2 separate regions of the Danio rerio genome follow, and region 1 is linked to region 2. A link is a contact called in public HiCAR-type data. All regions are on one chromosome and are shown on one strand. The core of a region is the stretch at or near the end of the contact, and the rest is flanking DNA. Distances in the headings are between cores, read along the strand shown. Region 1 holds the start of atg4da (autophagy related 4D, cysteine peptidase a). Region 2 holds the start of mast1a (microtubule associated serine/threonine kinase 1a).

The links. HiCAR-type assays count read pairs that join an accessible place to other places.
Region 1: a contact with region 2 is called in a HiCAR-type map of caudal fin, with 4 times the contacts expected there. The contact joins the promoter of atg4da here to the promoter of mast1a in region 2. A contact is called at or near these places in 8 of 18 Hi-C or Micro-C datasets (caudal fin, embryo, hematopoietic stem cells and 2 more) and 4 of 4 datasets of contacts at active chromatin or transcription factors (caudal fin, embryo, gastrula embryo and 1 more).

What each region holds. Positions count from the first base shown.
Region 1 is chr1:54,706,706-54,709,890 of GRCz12tu, reverse strand. It overlaps atg4da (autophagy related 4D, cysteine peptidase a), which reads right to left and starts at 1,650. Exons shown (of 11, transcript NM_001423806.1): 1 at 1,367-1,650.
Region 2 is chr1:54,602,373-54,605,383 of GRCz12tu, reverse strand. It overlaps mast1a (microtubule associated serine/threonine kinase 1a), which reads right to left and starts at 1,558. Exons shown (of 27, transcript XM_073954696.1): 1 at 1,170-1,558.

The DNA of each region.
Region 1 (3,185 bases), core at 401-2,900, 100 kb before region 2:
TAACCCCAAGGTATTGACGCCGACAAATGATTATAATTTCAAGTAAATAATATGTTCCATGAGGACATATTTAGTTCATTTACTATCAAAAATATACATATACATACATATATATGTATGTATGTATATATATATATATATATATATATATATATATATATATATATATTTTTTTTTTTTTTTTTTTTTTTTTTTTGACATGCATTGATAAGAATTTAATTTTGACAGCTTTAAAAACAATTTACATTACATAAACATTACATTTAGATCATAAGATTTATATTTGGACTTTTTCATATTTCAGATATTCACATATTTTGCCAATATTGTCTCATCCTAATATCGAATATTAATTTAACTTTTCGGATTATGTGTACCCTTTATCAGCATGTTTTGCAGCATACAATGACTTTTACACACAAAATTTTTCATTTACAGGTTTACAACTGAACTCTTCAGCTTGAAATTAGCAGGCAATTTAACATGTGTCAATCATTTAGTATGCTAACATTAAACAATGTTTTGCATTTGGTTTTACATACATACCAACATTTAACATTTAATTTAAAGATTAAAATTTTAATATATTACATATTTTACCCAAAACTGCATATAATACAGTAAGAATTACGCCAGTATCTTAGGCTACTTAATTTTACACAAACCCTACGCCTAAAATCATGTTTCTCCAGGTAAATATTCAATTCCTTTATTATAAATAAGTCATTAATTTATTGGAACTCAGTAACCGCCTAAATGCAGTCACAACACAGCTTTTACAAGCTAAAATTAATTGAGAATTCCTTGAAGACAACCCGATAATGGTATTTGAGGGAAATGTTTTAAATCTACAGATATTTAGACGTGTATCTAGTGCTTTTTAAAATCAATTCAAACCAAATATACTAACCATTTACAGCGTTATTTTCATGTCAGACCAGGCATGTGAATATAAATCTAACTGTACTTAAATATGGGAAAGTACTTGCTATGTTATTTTCGGGTTTATTCAAAGATTAAGATAGGCTAAAGATTGTAATACATTACATTTTTACACAACACTGTATATAACACAGTAAGAACTACACCATTAACTTAGCTAGGCTACTTAATTTTACACAAAGCCTAAATAAAAAATCATGTTTCTCCAGTTAAATATTCAATTCCTTCATTAGAAATAAGTCATTAATTTATTGGAACTCAGTAACCGGCTAAATGCAGTCACAATACAGCTTTTACAGGCTAAAATTAATTGAGAATTCATTGGAGACAACCTGATAATGGGTTTTGACTTAAATGTAAAACTATAGACATTTAGACGTGCATCTAGTGCTCTATAAAACTGAATTTAAACAAACATACCAACCATTTCAAGCGTTATTTTCACGTCAGACCAGGCATGTCTGATGTTCCGGATATTTTCATACTTTTCCTCTGAATCTCCAGTATCGCTGTCCGACCGCAAGGACAAGCGCTGTTTCAGACCGAACTCAGGCCTCTTCCAGCGCCGTCATCTCGCTGATTATCGGGTAAAGCTGCAGTCATGAGTGTCTGTTTCTTGGCTCTTTACCCGGCTGTCGAAAAATTGCAGATCGGACGAATAGTGTTTAAAACGACGAGCGATTAAACCCGTGTGCTGCTACTTCCTGTTGTCATGAAGATACACTCCCTCGACCCGCCCTAACACGCAACGTGATTGGTCAGACTCGCCGGCTGCCGTTTGATGAATAGACGATGTAGATGTACGAGAAGTCCAACGTTTAATACAATTTTTAGATATTTATTTTCAAAACAAATTACATGTATTGTTTTATATTACATCACGATGTATTTTGTTTATTTTTATAATTTATTTCTGTGAAACAAACGGATATCATAGATCGCAAAGAAGTATCGATGTATATAGTATACTCACCGGCCACTTTATTAGGTATACCTGTTCAAATGCTTGTTAACGCAAATTTCTAATCAGCCAATCACAGGGCAGCAACTCAATGCGTTTAGGCATGTAGACATGGTCAAGACGATCTGCTGCAGTTCAAACTGAGCATCAGGATGGGGAAGAAAGGTGATTTAAGTGACTTTAAACATGGCTGTTGGTGCCAGATGAGCTGGTCTGAGTATTTAAGAAACTGCTGATCTACTGGGATTTTCACGCACAACTATCACTAGGGCTTAGTGTGAATGGTCTGAAAAAGAGAAAATATCCAGTGAGCGGCAGTTTTGTGGGCACAAATGCCTTGTTGATGGCAGAGGTCAGTGGAGAATGGCCAGACTGGTTTAATCTGATTGAAAGGCAACAGTAGCTCAAATAACCACTCGTTACAACCGAGGTATGCAGAAGAGCATTTCTGAAGGCACAACACACCTAACCTTGAGGCAGATGGGCTACAGCAGCAGAAAATATCACCGAGGGCCACTCCTGTTAGCTAGTAACAGGAAACTGAGGCTACAATTCACACAGGCTCACCAAAATTGGAAAATAGAAGATTGGAAAAACGTCGCCTGGTCTGATGAGTCTCGATTTCTGCTGCGACATTCGGATGGTAAGGTCAGAATTTAAATAAATATAAAGTCAATATGGAGCAAAATCTCTGAGGAATATTTCCAGTGCCTTGTTGAATCTGTGCCATGAAAGATTAAGGCAGTTCTGAAAGAACTAACCCGGTACTAATAAGGTGTATCTAATAAAGTGGCCGGTGAGTGTATAGTGCAAAGAAATATTATATATCAATTTGTGACATTTTATTGTCCACCATTTTATCACAAAATTCATTTGAAACATCAATATGTCCTTACATTTTACATGCTTTAATATACTGTATATATTCTTTACATACTGACACTAAAATAGGATTTCTCAGCTTACCTTCAAACTTTGGTTTGTGAAAAAATGCAAATGATTTGGTTATGGCAGTGCTGGTGTGTTTTGTTTTTATGTGGTTAGTCAAATTCTGCTTTCATGTCCACAATTAAACTCCATATTTTTATATGCTTACATGCTTATACTAATAGACAGATTCTGCTTTGCATTGAGTTATGTCATACAGCGCAGGATTATATAAGCATTGCTTCAAAATGTCAAACATTCAAAACTAGATTTATTTTGCAAAGAGTCAAGTTTGTGCTTTGTTTACTGTTGAGCGCTAAAAATCATTATTGTGAATGTTTACACATTTGATAAC
Region 2 (3,011 bases), core at 309-2,808:
GATTTGTTTTTGTTTTTTTGGGGGGTAGACATTCAGTCATTTCTCTAAAATAAAAGATAATATCCAATGTGGACCAAATATAAGATGTCTTGTTTGGTTTTCTTGGTAAAGCACTAAAATGTTTGGCAGATTGCTAACTTATTCAGTTTAGTTATCGTAAATGACACACTCTCTTCAGACCCCGCCTTCTGAAGTGACGACAGCCAACCTGATGTCAATTTGACAGATGACTGACAGACGAAAGGGCGTTCCTGATTGGCTTGTCGTCAAAACAGCTGTGGCTTCAGTCAGGTAGTAGTGCAGGCGTTTTTTTTAGGGGAAATAACCATAAATCACCCTTAGTACATTTATGTACAACAAGTGATACAAAATGCCTCACCTGCATCCTCTGCCGACGAAATTTCATTAACGTCTACGCCAACCTTAACCCCAACTGTCACAGTAATGTAAAAACAATAGTTTTACTAAATATTGTTTATGTTATTTATTAAATTACCCAATAAATTGTATTTTATTAACGCCTACATCCACCCCAACCATACTGTAAAAAATATATATTATACAGTGCTACAAAAATTGTGCTTTGTGCATATCTGCAGCTGTATCCTATCTAGACTTTAACATTATGCTTGCCTTGTTTACTGTTGGTTGCTAGGTTACCAATCCTACAGTCAGCTGCTCTAACAACTTGATTTATTAACCTTAATATTATTATTTTGTGCAAAATTTGAAAAGATTAGCTTCGCGTTACAATGGAAACCTGGCTACAGCATCGCAGGTGGATTTTTATTTTATTTTGGTGCACATCCAGTCACTTCCCTGAAATATAAGATGATATCCAATGTGGACCAAATTTAAGATGTCTTGTTTGGTTTTGATGGTAAAGCACTAAAATATTTTACAGTTGTAAAAACTTATTCAGTTTAGTTTACGTAAATGACTCAGACCCCGCCTTCTGAAGTGACGACAGCCAACCTGATGTCAATGTGACAGATGACTGACAGACAAAAGGGCGTTCCTGATTGGCTCTTCGACTAAACAGCTGTGGCTTCTATTTCAGTCAGGTAGTAGTACAGGCGTTTTTAGGCAAATAAGCGAAGTAAATCGTCCGTGGCTGCTTTAATGCGAGCACATTTATGAATATCAAGTGATACAAAACGTCGTCTCACCTGCATCCTCCGCCGGCGAATAATACCGGAGTCATCCATGCTATCGCTCATCGTGTCGGTCTGTCTAAAAAGCCGCTTCACGGCTTACCGAGTGCACGTGGTGACAGACAGGCGCCCTCAGGTGATGCTCAGAAGTTTCCCCTTGTTTGCATTTCCCTCCTCAGGTAAAGACGAGCATGGGCGTTGCAATACGATGCATTCGCGAGACACACCAAAACACCCGCCTTTTAAAATTATTGGGATTAAAATGCTCCGATAAAGGCTAAACGTGACTAGTTTTGTCTGTCAGAAACGAGTAAAATTTTCATCCTGAGTGATCTCGATCGTCACTTTCCGTATCCTCCGCGCGTGCTTTCGGAGAGCGGTCCTTTTGGACATCTGGAGCCCTAAAGAGGCGTCCAGCCGCACTAATGGACCGCCGGCCGTCCCCCAGAGGACACCGCCATCAGATCATATTCTCCGGCAGCTGGAGCAGTAATGGCATCGCTAATGTGAAATGCATCCTGGCCTGATTGCCGCCGCGAGCTTGTTTCTGAATGGAGTAGGCTACAGTAATTATTCGTTGCGTGTAGAATGTGCACTAGCTGAGAGATGCACACTGTGTAGTGCCCTGGAGAACAAGTGCGCGCGCGTGTAATGGATCCGCTCGCGGTAACCCTTTGAGCTCTGGACTGGAGTAAAATCTCAGAAAACCAGCTCAGAGCTAGACAGGGATTCTGGCATTGTGTTTATGTATAGCCTATATAGTCATTTGTCAAGAATGGGTCATTGTTGAACAGTTTTAGGACAACCTTGATGAAAGGTTTCTATGTACGTGCATGTGTAGGCTATACGTGTGTGTGTGTAAAATTATTTAAATATAATTAATACATTATTATTCATATCACATAATAAATTGCAAAAATATCTGCAGGTAAACTGATTCAAACATGAATTTTGGGAGCAGAAAATTATAAAAATTGTCAAAAAGCTTTAAATTACATGATTTAATTACATTTTAAAACATATTCACATTAAAAAGCATGTGAATATAAGTTGATAAGCCTATGAAAATATGTTAATAAGTGTGTAATATACTGTACAATTGAAGTCTAATTATTAATTATATCTTAATTATTAGCCCCCCCCCCCCCCCCCCCCCCCCCCCAGAATTTTACTTTTTTTTTAATATTTCCCAAATGATGTTTAACAGAGCAAGGAAATTGTCACAGTATGTCTGATAATATTTTTTCTTCTGAAGAAAATCTTATTTTTTTATTTCGGCTAGAATAAAAGCAGTTTTAAATTTTTTAAACACCAATTTAGGGACAAAATTATTATATAGTCACATCACATGATTAGATTGTTTATTAAAGATTAAAAGCATATTATACAATATTATTGTATTGAATTATTTATACAATGATGACCGTTTTATTTTATATTTAACTGTTCAGTTTTTGTATTATTGTTACACTCCCAATGAAAACCACAAATAACTGTTTATTTAACTTTAAACCAGCGACCTTCTTAACAAAACTTTCACTCTCTTGTGGTTAAACTGACTATTGCAGATATGCACATTGAGATGTCAATGCTAAAATGATATATTGTGTTGCCACATTCTTCCACTTTATTTCACACACACATTTAAAAGCTGTAGGCAAGCGGAAAGCAATCAGCAGTACGAGCGAAGATTCGCCCACAAGGAATCTGTAATCAAAAGCTCTGCTTCTGTAAAAGCCATTACATGAGAGAAAGACAAACACAAAAGAAAACTACAGCAAATCATCCACATGCACACCCAGAACAACAGCAGCAATCAGTTTAAACGCTGTTTTCCTGATTTTAAACCAGTGCTAC